Regions from separate parts of the Mus musculus genome. Here all the other regions are linked to region 1. The links are chromatin contacts, called in public promoter capture Hi-C maps. All regions are on one chromosome and are shown on one strand. Each heading gives the region's core, a stretch centred on a gene start, on an enhancer-like site or on the middle of the called end of the contact. The rest is flanking DNA. Distances are from core to core; before and after follow the strand shown. Region 1 holds the start of Parp16 (poly (ADP-ribose) polymerase family, member 16). Region 2 holds the start of Uchl4 (ubiquitin carboxyl-terminal esterase L4). Region 3 holds the start of Ppib (peptidylprolyl isomerase B). Region 4 holds the start of Csnk1g1 (casein kinase 1, gamma 1). Region 5 holds the start of Zfp609 (zinc finger protein 609).

The links. Promoter capture Hi-C pulls out the DNA fragments that hold promoters and counts their contacts.
Region 2: a contact with region 1 is called in a promoter capture Hi-C map of pre-B cells. The contact joins the promoter of Uchl4 here to the promoter of Parp16 in region 1. A contact is called at or near these places in 4 of 39 promoter capture datasets (cranial neural crest, liver, pre-B cells and 1 more), 1 of 115 datasets of contacts at active chromatin or transcription factors (bone marrow-derived macrophages) and 1 of 9 other capture datasets (embryonic stem cells).
Region 3: a promoter capture Hi-C map of erythroid cells shows a contact between it and region 1, with 9 times the contacts expected there. The contact joins the promoter of Ppib here to the promoter of Parp16 in region 1. A contact is called at or near these places in 4 of 39 promoter capture datasets (erythroid cells, liver and pre-B cells) and 2 of 115 datasets of contacts at active chromatin or transcription factors (memory CD8 T cells and pancreatic cancer cells).
Region 4: a contact with region 1 is called in a promoter capture Hi-C map of erythroid cells, with 2.7 times the contacts expected there. The contact joins the promoter of Csnk1g1 here to the promoter of Parp16 in region 1. A contact is called at or near these places in 1 of 39 promoter capture datasets (erythroid cells), 1 of 115 datasets of contacts at active chromatin or transcription factors (microglia) and 1 of 9 other capture datasets (adipose tissue).
Region 5: a contact with region 1 is called in a promoter capture Hi-C map of erythroid cells, with 33 times the contacts expected there. The contact joins the promoter of Zfp609 here to the promoter of Parp16 in region 1. A contact is called at or near these places in 1 of 39 promoter capture datasets (erythroid cells), 2 of 484 Hi-C or Micro-C datasets (embryonic stem cells and regulatory T cells) and 2 of 115 datasets of contacts at active chromatin or transcription factors (astrocytes and trophoblast stem cells).

What each region holds. Positions count from the first base shown.
Region 1 is chr9:65,213,377-65,215,984 of GRCm38.p6, reverse strand. It overlaps Parp16 (poly (ADP-ribose) polymerase family, member 16), which reads right to left and starts at 1,295. Exons shown (of 7, transcript NM_177460.4): 1 at 1,122-1,295; 2 at 353-636. The coding sequence starts at 526.
Region 2 is chr9:64,233,886-64,236,493 of GRCm38.p6, reverse strand. It overlaps Uchl4 (ubiquitin carboxyl-terminal esterase L4), which reads right to left and starts at 1,293. Exons shown (of 1, transcript NM_033607.1): 1 at 132-1,293. The coding sequence starts at 1,255. The coding sequence ends at 554. The region is part of intron 1 of Map2k1 (mitogen-activated protein kinase kinase 1); the gene reads left to right.
Region 3 is chr9:66,058,858-66,061,465 of GRCm38.p6, reverse strand. Ppib (peptidylprolyl isomerase B) reads right to left here and starts at 1,297. Exons shown (of 5, transcript NM_011149.2): 1 at 1,066-1,297. The coding sequence starts at 1,200.
Region 4 is chr9:65,907,703-65,910,310 of GRCm38.p6, reverse strand. Csnk1g1 (casein kinase 1, gamma 1) reads right to left here and starts at 1,301. Exons shown (of 14, transcript NM_173185.2): 1 at 1,143-1,301. Trip4 (thyroid hormone receptor interactor 4) reads left to right here and starts at 1,517. Exons shown (of 14, transcript NM_001357872.1): 1 at 1,517-1,872.
Region 5 is chr9:65,826,285-65,828,892 of GRCm38.p6, reverse strand. Zfp609 (zinc finger protein 609) reads left to right here and starts at 1,329. Exons shown (of 10, transcript NM_172536.3): 1 at 1,329-1,427.

The DNA.
Region 1 (2,608 bases), core at 46-2,545:
ACTAGTTGCAGAGGGAGGGACAACTTCTTATCTAGGCAGAACAGCTGGTTCAGATCAACGCCCCTTTAGGGCCACACTAGAGCGTTTTGTGGAGGACTATGTAGCTATTCCATCACTCCTGGGATTAAGTCACTGACAAAAGGAAGCAGCCACCGAATGACCTGGCAGTGTGTCTGCACGAGGGTGTTTAGGAGTGTTCTTGCTGATGGGAACCTTCCCCAAGGCCAGGCTGGGTGGGAAGTCCAGGGAATTGGCGTGTTTTCTAACACGGGTGGAGCTGCTCCTGCCTGCCGTTCCACAGGGCCACTTGGCCCAGGATGCAGCGAGCAACGGTGGATCAGGACGGACTCACCAGGGCCTCGAAGTCCTTACAGTCGTGGCGGGCGTAGGAGGCGGGGAAGGGCCGCAGCACCGAGTCCCGCTTGTAGCTCTGCAGCGCCGAGGCGAAGAGGCTGCAGCGGAGGTCCGCAGCCAGCACGTCGCGGCTCGCTGCCTCCCTGGCTGCTGCCCTGTTGGAGAGCTGCATCCCGGGCTCGTAGCGCGTGGCCGGGAGGAGACAAGGAGGGGCAGCGCGGGGCCTGGGCCCGGGGGACCGTAGACCGTCTGCTGCCAGGTTTTCCAGCCCGGGGGGTGGAGCTAGGCAAAGGGGTGACAAATTGACATTGGTGAGAACGCGCCGGCGAGCGTCCTCTGCAGGACACTGGGCACGGTCGCTCAGTGCGGGGAAACACGGGATCTGGGAGAGTCGCCTCTCGGGTCCCGCCAGTCCCGGAGTCCCCGGTATGGAGTTGTCGCTATTGCACCCGGCGTGGGTAGTACCCCGGGGACCCGGCCGATCAGTCCTGGCCGCCCCACACTGCCAGCAGCCACCGCCTACCTCCCCGCCCGCCGCTCTCACGCCGCTCCGCCCACCCGGCCCAGGCCCGCCCCTTCCCGCGCCCTTGCTCAGCTCGCGCCCGCCCACAGGTCCCGGAGGATCCCAGCTGCCCCGGGTGCTGGGCAAAGGTGCCCAATGCGGCTGCTAGTCATCCTCGCCACCGCCCCAAGTGGAAACCGCCCCGGGACCCGCCCCGGGGAATTGTCTTTGTCCTGGCTCCACGGGTTGAGCCAGCCTCGCTCACCTTGGGAATTGCCACCTGTTGAATAAATCGGTTTCCTCTGGAGCTGACACGTTGCACACAAGAAGCCACTTGATACCCAGGGAAAACTGAAGGTCGGAGTGACACAATACTTTCTCAAGACACTGTAGCCGACCCAAAGACCTTCCTCTCTACCTTACAGCCTCCGCAATTCTCTGAATTGCTCAAATGTCTGACCTCAGATTTCCCAGGATCCTCCTCCTTCGAAGGCCTCTAACAGGAAGTCGGGAAAACAGGCACTGGGAGAACAATGACCTAACCCTGCCGAAGGGAAAAGACCGGACCCCAAGATGACTCAGCAACTGGTCGAGTAAAGGCACTTGCTGTCCGTCCTCACGACCTGAGTTCTATCCCAGGATCCCATATGTTAGGAGCTAAGTGACTCTAGCAATTTGTCCTATGACTTCCACACCTGCACCAAGGCTCAAGTGTGCCCACATGTGAACGTATACACAAAATAAATAAATGTAGGGCTGGTGAGATGGCTCAGCGGGTAAGAGCACTGACTGCTCTTCTGAATGTCCTGAGTTCAAATCCCAGCAACCACATGGTGGTTCACAACCACTGGTAATGAGATCTGACTCCCTCTTCTAATTCGTTTGAAGACAGCTACAGTGCACTTATGTATAATAAATAAATCTTTGGGCCGGAACAAGCAGGGACTGAGCGAGCAGGGTTGACCAGAGCAAGCAGTGGTCCTAAATAAAAATTCAATTCCCAACAGCCACATGAAGGCTCACAACCATCTGTACAGCTACAGTGTACTCACATACATAAAATAAATACATTAAAAAATTAAAATAAAGGCAGGAGGATTTCTGAGTTCGAGGCCAGCCTGGTCTACAAAGTGAGTTCCAGGACAGCCAGGACTATACAGAGAAACCCTGTCTTGAAAAACCAAAATAAATAAATAAAATAAAATAAAAAATGTAAGAACAGATTCCCTTTACCTCTTCTTCTTCAAGACCTCACTAGAAAAAAAGCACTTGGCCTTCTGGTCACATAGAAATCTAAGACCAGTGCTGAATTGTTAGACTAAAAGTCCCCTTTAAAGACCCCACACGTGCTGAGAGGTGGTGGCTCACGCCTTTAGTCCCAGCACACCAGAAGCAAAGGCAGGCATATCTCTGAGTTCAAGTCCAGCCTGGTCTACAGATCAAATCCCAGGACAGCAAGGGCTACACAGAGAAACCCTGTCTCAAAAAAAACAAAAACAAACCCCAAAACAAAACTTTACAAAAACAAAAACAAAAACAACCATTAATTAGATAAATAAACATACACACACACTGGCTCTGCTCTCTGAGAAATCACCCCCTTCTTGGGCATCCGAATGGGACCTGGCCCTGTGCTCCTCAGACTTCGGGAGGGAAGACAGGCAGAACTATATTCTCAGACCCTAGAGAGCTTCCCAGGCCAAACAATGATGCAAACCACCCCCAGGAGTCCAAATGGTAATGGTTGTTGTA
Region 2 (2,608 bases), core at 44-2,543, 980 kb after region 1:
TGAGACCTGACTCTTGCTCAGTGGCACATGTGTACCCACAGACACATAAATGTAACAAAAGTAAAACTAAAAAATGTAGTCATTGAAGGCAAGGAAAGCTGCTTTCCCCAAGGACGGCGAGGCCTACGTTTCAGGAAAGACCGGGCTTCGTATCATAGTATATTAACATAGAGACTTTGGCAGATTATTATTCTTTTTTGTTTGTTTGTTGTTGTTGTTTATTTTTTGTTTTTCGAGATAGGATTTCTCTATGCAGCGCTGGCTGTCCTGGAACTTGCTTTGTAGACCAGGCTAGTCTAGAACTTGGAGAGCCACCTGCCTCTGTCTCCTGAGTACTGGGATTAAAGGTATACACCACCACTGCTGGGCTATTCTTGTACTAGAACATTCCTTCTACAACAGTTTCTTTTGCCTTGTTTGTTTGTTTGTTTGTTTCCACATAAAGTTTAATTAGTCAAGTTAATGAAAATATTAAAAATTTTGAGTTAGTTATGGCATCAGAAATTTAACTTTTGTTGCAAATAATACAGTATTTGGTGTTTCTGTCAAGATGCTATGCTGCCGAGAGAGCAATTGCATTAAATCTTAACTCATCAGGGTCACGTTCCATGAACTTCTTGCAAACTTTTATGACATCCTCTAACAACGTCTCATCGCTAGTTTTCCCATGGTTAATTGGAAATGGTTTCCATCCATCTAATTCATAGAGATGCCCATCTACATGTACTAACGCAATAAAATGAAGATCTACTTTTTCATCTATACTTGGTGCCTCAGTCTGACCTTCATGTGCACTGGTTTCATGAGTAACTCGAATAGCGTCATAGTTCTCCAGGTATTTGGCTCTCTCTTCAGGGCTCATTGATACAGACTCCTCCAGGAACTTTTTCAATGTTGACCCTGATTCAAAGTGCACCTTGTCTTTGTTGTTTGCAATGGCATGGATTAGTCCAATCGTTCCAATCGTTCCACAGGCATTGCTGATGGTTTGTTTCATAAAATATACTGATGATGTCACATCTTGTCCTTGAGATTTTATCTTTTCTTCCTCTTCTGTTCTGAAGACTTCATACTTTTCTGTGATAGGGAAGAGGAGTAACACTGCGCACACTGGTCTTGGTATGATGCTAAGAAGTTCAGACTCCATCCCGTACACATCAACAAACTGCCAGTTAGGATGCAGGCCTAATTGCTTGAGAAACTGGTTGGTGACCTCAGGGTTGGCCTCCAGTGGCAGCCAGCGTTGACCCTCCATGACTGCTCCGTCGGCCTCTCTCCAGCTCTGACCTTGCCTTGTTTAATATTGGTAACTAAATAACTCCTGGGTTAACCATAAATGGAATTTGTTGCATCCCTATTTCTGAGTGTGGTAATTAAAAAAAAAAATCTAAGCCATTTTCATATTAAAAAGCCTTACCATCTTTAGCAGGGAAAGATAAGGGGAAAGAGTTGGAAAAGTACCAGAAACAAGTGACAGGTGTTTTGGTGAGTTATGTTTCAGCTTGCTCTCCAGTCACAGGAGGAGTGTAAATTGCTGGTGATCATGTGAGGCAGAGGGGATGGAGGGTGAGCGGAAATCAGTGGTTCCGGAGGCACCGACCCTTCCATCACCAGAGGCTTGCCCACTGCTGGGGACCTGAGACAACTCCTGGGCAAGTTGCTTTCCTGATAGACAGGGCTGCCCATGGGGACTAAGGCTTGCTTTAGTCTTCAAGGTAATAAAAATGGATGTGTGCAAGAAGACTAGTAGGATGGAGTCCAAAGACTAAAGAGGAACTGGAGAAACAGCTGGCATTCACTGAGGGCTTTCTGGTCTCTGTAGTCACGGATATTCTACAAGAACGGTTACCAGAGTCCATTGTACCAGTTGGCGATGTGAAGCTCAGGGAAGCTTAGTAGTTTCATAGGGTTGTATAACTGGTAAGCTGTGGATCTAGGTTAGAGCCTAGGTCAGGCCTCGGCTAACATCATTCCCCACCCCACTGTGTAAAATGCAGGAGGATTTTGTAGTGTTGTACTTTTCTAAACTAGACATTACCCACATATAGCTATTTATATCTAAATTAACTAAAATTCAGTACAGTTTAAATACCAGTTTCTCAGCCATACTAGTTACCTTTAAAAGCCTTATTGGCCACTGTGGCAACTGTTTTGGGCAGCATACATGTAGACTATTTCTGTCATTGTATAATGTCTGTGAGTACTGGTCTAGAAGTCAACCATCTTGTCCTTTAGTTAATTCTTGCCCTTTTGCTTTGCAAAGGACAAAATGAAGGATGAGAAAAGAGGCAACTCATTCAACCAAAGAACACAGTTGATCCAGGCTCTTAGCCTGGCTGCACAGTGGAGTCTCCCGTGCCCTCTGTCTTTCCTTAAAACACAAACCGTAGAATTTAGAAGTAGTGATTTTTTTTTTTCTGTGCCTCCAGCTTCACTCCGTCTCTCTGTTGCTAGATTCTTTCTTCTGAAGCTTTTCTCTCAAGTTCAAAGGGTATATCCGAGTTGGCTTCCCCCAAGGAAATAAAAGATGTTTGTTGGAAAGGAATTCCACGCTTAATATATGAAGCGGCCCTTGGATCCCTTTGCTTCCTTCTTTGCCTTCCTTCCA
Region 3 (2,608 bases), core at 48-2,547, 850 kb before region 1:
TAAGGAAAGTGAACAAGTCCAAGCTTAGCCTTCACAGGGGCCTTGGTAGAGGAGGGCCTGAGGAGTTACCCCATGAGTGAGAACAAAGCCTAAAGCTGTGGCTGAGTAGGGCAAAACCTTTGTACAAATCCAACAAACAGGCTGGAGAAACAGCAGCTGTTAAGAGCATCTGCTGCTTTCCCAGACCCTAGAGCTTCTGTTCTCAGCACCTAGATGGTGGCTACAACCATCTGTACACTTATGAAAGCTCTAGTAGTCTCCAACCCCAGTACTAGGGAGTACGAAATGGTGGGCCACTGCAGATAAGCCGTCCACCACTGAGCTAATAACCCCAGTAATTAATCTTGCTAAATTGTAGTCTCCCTCAAGTAGCTGGGAGTAATATATGCCACAGCACTTGGGTCCACCCCAAGAAAGGATTACAGACTGCCTTATGGCTTAGAGGAAAATTCGGTTGCGGCCAAGCCTGAAGACCAGAGACCAACGTGAATGGACTCCTGCAAACTGTCCTCTGACCTCTACGGTTGCACTGTGGTACCCGAGTCCCTCTCCCTACTAAGTAAATAATGTAACATTTTTTAAAAGTTTTCGTTCTCAAGACTATAGAATAGCAATCTGTGCTCTTTAAATGATTCCAGATTATAGAAACATACATTAAAAGGGGGACATACACAGGGAGATACACTGTGCTTGCAAGTTTAACTATATTTACTGTGTGTGCTACAAAACACACTAAACTGGAGAGACCATAGTAAAAGATTCGGCAATTCTGATCCATCACCATTTCCCAGCAATGCAGGGGATGTGCAAAGGGACCGTCCTAAGGATGTCCGTGCTGGCCGAAGCTGGGCATCCTGGGTCAGGGCGGGGGGCTGGGGGAGTCTGGGTTATTCTCTAGTCTGAGTAGATAGGGCGAGCCTGGCTTCAAGAGATCAAAGTCGACCCAAGGAAGAACTGAACAAGAACAAGGACGCTCAGGTCGGAACTACTGGGCCAGACCCGCTCCGGCTTGAGCCGGACCTAAGGCGGCGGAAGGCAGGCCTCGCTGGTGAGGGGAGCCCAGACCTTGACTGTGACTTTAGGTCCCTTCTTCTTATCGTTGGCCACGGAGGGTCCGGGCAGCAAAAGGAAGACGACGGAGCCCACGATGAGGGCGGCGGCGAAGAGCACCTTCATATTGCGCTCCGAGAGGCGCAGCATCCACCGGCAGCAGCAAGAGCGGTCGGGCAGCCCGGACCGGAAAAGGGTGTGGACGCGCAGCGTGCGCGTGGCCGCCCAGGCGTGGGGTGGACCCGGGGCCGCGGGCGGTCTCGTAGCGCCAGGAGCGCGCCACGTTCTCCCTGCGCAGCGACGCCGAGTGGTAGGCGCTGCCGGGGGCGGGGCTGCGGGTGGCTGCCACGTTACAGCCCTCTGATTGGGTATGTCAAGGCGGTGCGCAAAGGCAGCGTTGGGATTGGTATCAGAAAGAGAGACTACGCACCCCAGCGTGCCTTGCGACCCCACCTGCCCATCCAACTTTCAGACTTTTGTCACGGCGTGCAAAGACCAGTCGCTGCCAAATTTGGAGGTGGTCTTCAGAAGACTGGACACACTTAACCTTAGTACTAGGGGTTGAATTTAGCGGTTGAGCGTTACAGCATAGCCTTCTATATCTTCTATAATGCCTTGCTTGGGGACCGGGCGTAGTGGCTCACACCCGTCATCCCAGCACTGGGCAGGGTGAAGTAGGATGGTAAAAAGTTCAAGGCCAGCCTGGGCTACAGAGTGACTACTAGTTCTTTTTGGACTAGAGTGAGACCTTGTCTTAAAACGAACACGACCAGTCATGGTTGCACGTCTCTTTAATCCCAGCACCTTGGAGGAAGAAGCAGAAAGATTTCTGTGAGTTTAAGGCGGCTTCTATGTAGTTAGTTTCTGGCTATTAAGCATAATATAGTAACACCTATGCCCGAGAACAAAAAAGGGGTGGAGTCGAGGGGTGAAGAGATGGCTCAGTGTTAAGGTTCTTGCTCCACAATCATGAGGACCTGAATTTGGACCCAGCTCTAAAAGCAGATCATGGCCATACTTTATGACTCTAATCCTAGTGCTGTAGTGGTGCTGGACATAGGCGGGTCTGGTAGCCTTGCTTGCTTCCAGACTAGTTCTTTGATTGAGGTAGAGATCCTGTCTCAAAATGAAGGCCCAGAATGATAAGAGCTCTACACATAATGTGCATGCATTACACACACACACACACACACACACACACACTGCTTCCATTTTTAGTTTTTACTAATTTACTACTCATCTTTGTCTTGGAATCCTGTGCTTAACTGCTGTGTGCGCCTATGAAAGGATGCATTCTGTTGGATACTTTGGTATTTATCTTTTCCTTTTTACAATGTCTCATTGCATGTGAGTGGGTAGACACGTAGTTACCTGCATGTGGAGGGAGTTTATTCTCTCCTTACATCACAGGGACTCTGAGGGTTGAACCCATGTCCTTTGGCTCAGAGGCAGCAGGCAACTTTACTGAACCTGAGTTATCCTACCGGCTCCTGGTGTTAAATTTCTTTTCTTCGCACTTTGTTTTAGGAGAATGAGCCCTTGCTGCACATAGTCTTTA
Region 4 (2,608 bases), core at 52-2,551, 690 kb before region 1:
TTAAGAGGCAAAGGCGGGTTCATTCCCAGAATTATCTTTCTCAAAGCCAATACTTCCACTTGAACATAATTATCTCCTTAAAAGATTAAGAGAGAGTTCAATCATTGGAAAGGGACTCTTGTCCCTTGTCTCTCTAAATGTTCACTAGTTCTTCTAAGACATATACTATACTTCCTACAATTCAGTCACTTAAACAAAATGAAGATAGCATTTCTAATTCGTTTAAACCACAAAAGGATTACTGGCAGGTGAGAAAGAGGTTGAAAAAGGCTTGCCTAAACATGTCTCATCTAGACCTCTAAATATGGATTTCCTAGTGGTTTTTTTAAAGCATGCTCATTTACAAGGCTACGTTTGAATATAGTCAGATGCCTTCCAGTATTGCATTTTCTAAGAAAATTCATACCAGACTCATATCGGTCTGGGAGACTGCTAGAATATGCCATTCTGGCACTTTGCAAATATCCGAAAAATCATCCGGGGGCAACAAACCCAGTTTCACACTCTTGTTTTACGACGTGATGCGTACCCACTTAGGGGACAACGCTCCTATAGGGCGCCCTGCCGAGAGAGCAATAAAGGAAGAAGCGGGGGAAGCGCACGGAAGTTGGGTGGAGGGAGGTCTCATTACCCACTCTTCTGCCCTACCTCTGCCAAGGGCGGCTCCACGGTGCCCAGCCGACACGAAACCCTTACAAGCCCTCGAAGCCCGGCTCTGTCCCAACAGAGAGTCCGGGACGCGGACAATGTGAAGCACAGGATGACCACAGTCACCTCTCCAAGTCTATACCCTTGATTTCGGCCCTGGATGATGCTCCCCCTTCTTTTCGGAGCTGGCACTCCAGGTGGGAAACTCCCGGTCTGCATTGGCCGAAGTCCCTGCTTCAGAAAGGGCGCCTCCTGCGACCGGGTCTAACCCGCAACCCGCAACTCTTTGCACGCAGGGACCCTGGTCCCTCTGTCCCGCCCCCGCAACCCTCCACGGACAGGCCCGCGCCCCACCCGGGATTCCCGAGTCCACTGCCCCGCCCCAGCGAAGGGCTCCTAAAGCCCCCACCCCACCCCCCCCACACACACACGTACACACACACACACATCTCAGACTCCAGTCTCCCAGACCCAGTCGAAGCCAGAGTACCTACCTAAATCAGCGGTGCTCCAGTGTTCCAAGGGGGCGGGCGCGGTCCCCTCCCCGAGGCGCCTACTGCTTCTCTCAACCACCCCTTAAGCCGCAGCTTTGCTTTCCCAGGAGCGGGAGGGAGCGGAGGGAGCGGAGGAGGCGGAGGGGAGGGGGAAGACCAGTTGAGGGGCGGCCGAGCCAAGCCGGAAGTACTAATGCAGGTCCCACCCACCTCCTGGAGCCGCAGAGCATCCTCGTTCTTCTGATAGGACAAACCCCTGTCGTCGCTGTGAAATTCAGACCACCACTTCCGGGTCGTTAATGCTGCGGCCCCTCCTTAGCAACAGCGTGGGGTTGCTAAGCGGAAGTGCCTTTAAATACCCCCCTTCCCCCCCCATTTCTTCGGGGACTGTTGGTAAGTGGGTTGGGAGCTTCGTTTTCTCATTTGGAAATGTTTTTAGGCCTTTAGTTTACAATGTTAGGCCAGGTAAACCCTTCGCTGCAGCAGGTAGTAGGCCCAACGTAGCTGCTTCCATCAGTTGGTCTCTGACACCAGCTCCAAACTACACACACCTCCTGGAATCCTGGGCCATCTCGGCAGCTCCTCCCAAAGCTCCTCTCCAGGCCCCTTGCGGGAGCTTCTTTCTCACTGTCTAGCAAGCATCTCCCTCTGGTGGATTTCCTGTCGTTTCAACCAGACTTTTGCATGCATTTCGTTCTGAACCGGCTCCAGAAGTCGAACAGTGAAGTGGGTAAGAAAGTTTTGTCTTACCTTGTCTTTTCTTTTTTCTTTTTTTTTTTTTTTTTAAGGATTTAACGTTTTTATGTGTGACCTGGAAATAACCTAGCTATATTTGAGTCTATGAAAATTGACCAGAGTAATATTATTATTGTTATTCCATAAAACGGGGGAGTTGGGGGAGACAAAGAATGCCGGTAATCTCGCTTGAGTAGGAAGACAACTAAGCCTCCCATCAGAATAAACCAACATACCTATACGGTGACTAAGAAAGGTGTCCATAAAAACCCTCATTTAGGCTGGGGATTTAGGTCTGTGATACAAAACTTGCCTGGCATGCCCAAGGTCTTTAGTTCGATTCCCAGGCATCGAAGAAAGGAAGGGAGGCAAGGAGACTCATTTACTGGACATGACAAGCAGACCTGTAATGCTTAGACTCCAGAGGAAAAGCGAGGATAGTAACTCCAAGGCCTAGACTACATGGTCAGTCCCAGTTTTAAAACATTTTACCTAACATACCCGAGGCATAAGTTCACTCTTTGAAAAAACTGGAAAACTATGGTGGAGACCAAAGCCAACAAAATAACCCCCTGTAACGACCCCTATAATTATAGTAATTATATTTTTAGAGAAACCTGGGGTGGGGGATAAAACCATCACTTGACTGTATTATTTTTTGAGTCTGAATCTCACTTTGAAGCCCTGGATGACTGATCAGGTAATGTCTATGTAGACCAGGCTGGCCCTGA
Region 5 (2,608 bases), core at 80-2,579, 610 kb before region 1:
GGCTTAGCGTTCATCTTTAAGCTGTCAGCTCTCCCACCCTCCTTTTCTTTCTGTGAAGATAGCAAAGTTATGACTCACTCGATCTCTAAGTCACATGCTACTGTGAATGGCACCAGTGAAGAGTGCCCTTAGGATAAGAGAATAAAGGTAACTGCATAGCTGAATAAAATGGTCTCAGACACAGGAAGGGCATGATGGGGGTTCTTGAGAATTGGATAAACATTGGTTTGCTATGGTAGGAGGTGGAAGTCTTAGGTCATGAAGCAGTTTCGTAAGCAACTGGTGGGAGGGCTCAATTTCACAAGAACAGAATGTCTGCTGTGTAGATGGTGTGCTGGGCAACCTTAAGATAGGTAACAGATTTAAAAGTCACAATCTATAGTGACAGAATGGTGAGATGGAGTGCAGAAACGGGCTCAAGGTTAAAAAGCAGTAAGATTTAGTGATACTGGATGTTGAGGTGGAAAGGGACACAGGTACTCTAGAGGAAAACAAACGATAATCAAAGAAAAACTGAAGACATTGAATAAAAAAGGAGTTTGAGGGCCAGTGAGATGGCTCAGTGGGTAAAGATGCGCGCTGCTAAGCCTAAGGATCTAAGTTTGATCCCTAAAACCAAATGGTGGAGGGAACGACTCCTGCAAATTGTCGGCTGACCTGCAAACGTGCGCCACGACACGTGTCCTGTCCCCCCCAACCCCCACCCTAAATTCTTTACTTAAAATAGTTTGCCGAACTAAGCGGCAAAATGGATGAGACAGTTAAGAGCTGTGCACTTGTCTTCTGTTCTTTGTAGAAAGGTTCATGTTCAGATCCCATGATCTTTCCTCTTTCCACGATAGAAAACATCTGTATTTAAGAGCTAACGCTTCTCCAGAGACTTTTCGGTGAGAAGTCTTATCCAGCCAGGAATCTGCACGAGGAGAGAGCATTGGGTTCAAACTGTCCAGCCCGGTCTTCTGAGCTTATCTTAGTTTCGACCCGCCCGCCAGGTTTTCCAGCATTCTTTTCTCAGGGCTCGCAGCTACCGCGCATTTAGAGACCCAGGACTTAGCTCCTGCATCCAGGTTCCGGGTTTCCTCGTGCACTCGCCCGCTCCAGACTCCATAGCGCACGGAATCCGGATCCGAGAGCACGAGAATCCAGTGTCCAGGTCTTCCAGGCTGCCCTGGTTGTCCCGGATCGCGGCGGCGGCGGCGGCGGTGGCGGCGGCGGCGGCGGCGGCGGCGGCAGCTGAGGGACCCGCAGCCCCGGACACAGCGGCCCCGGCCAGGCGGGGCGGAGCGGCGCGGGGAGGGGCGGAGAGCCGGGGCGGGGAGGGGGAGGGGCCGCGGCCCAGATGGCGGCCCGGGACGCGTAGCAGTGGTGGCTCTGCGGCCCGGGGCCCCGGGCGGGCGGAGGTGGCGGCTCCCGGGACCGGCCGCGCGGTGAGTCTAAGCTTTGTGTGGAGCCGGGGCTGGGAGGGGGAGGCGACTCTGGGGGAGGCCCGGCGCCGAGGGGCGCGGAGGGCGCCGGAGCAGCGGCGCCCGGCGGAGGAAGTGGGGGTTGGGGGGGCCGGGGCGGAGCGAGGGGAAGGTGTGTGCGGGGAAAGCGGGGTCGTTGCGTGGGTGGGGGAGGGGGCCTGAGGTGAAGTTCAAAGCATGGCCCGGGCGGTTCGGGCTGAGGGTGGCGGTGCCCGGGATAGTCTCTGATTTGGCCAGGTGGTAGGGGCAGGCCAGAGAGTTTTCGGAGGCTCTGCCGAGGGAGCCCCGGGGCGACTGGGGCTCGTTAGGGACTCAGGGGAGCGTCGGGAGCGGAGGGTTGAAAGCAGGACGTGTGCGCGACCCGGGAAAGGAGAGCAAGGTGGCTGGGAGCGTGCAGGCAGTAGGTTGTGGGTGTGTGCGCCTTTCCAGTCTTAGGTCACATTTTACTCCTGTCCTTTTCTTCAAGATGGAGGGATCCCTAGGCCTGGACTTTAAACTGCTGTCCCTGTATCCCCGGGAGGGTTTGAGACCCTGTCCTGTTTGGAAACCCCATGCTGCCCTCTTTTCCCTTTATGTGTAATTACGGTTGGATCATCTCTCTGCTTGGTTCAGATTCTCCTTCCTCCCTCTGGGGCTGAGGAGGAGGAGACACATCTGACCAATTAATGTGTGTTTGTGAAACAGGCAGCGGCAAACAGTCATTTCGGCTTCTAGGAATTAGGCTCACACAGGGTGGAGAGAGCAGAGCCCTTCAGGGGGAATATTTCTGAACAAATCACAGATGATTAAATTCTCTCAGAAACCGCTTCCTACCTAAATGAGAGTGGGAAAGATGGGGGAGAAAGCCTGTCTGTTTCCAGCCATGTGTCCAGAGCCCCAGGGGTTGAGGAGAGTCCCTAAGCCCCCACAGGCCTCTCTTTTCTGTATTAGGCTTTGCTCTGCAGCCTTGAGTTAATTTCACCCCTGCTGCTTTGTCTTGGGGGAGGGAGTGCTGGTTTAGGCTGTTGTGAGAGATGACTGTTCTGCTGCCACACAATAGTCGTGTCATTTTATCGGGAGTGCTACCCCAGGGCTGAGAACTGTTGCAGCAGAGATAAACCGGTCCCTCTCACTCGCCTATTGTGTACACAGTGAAGGTCATAGGT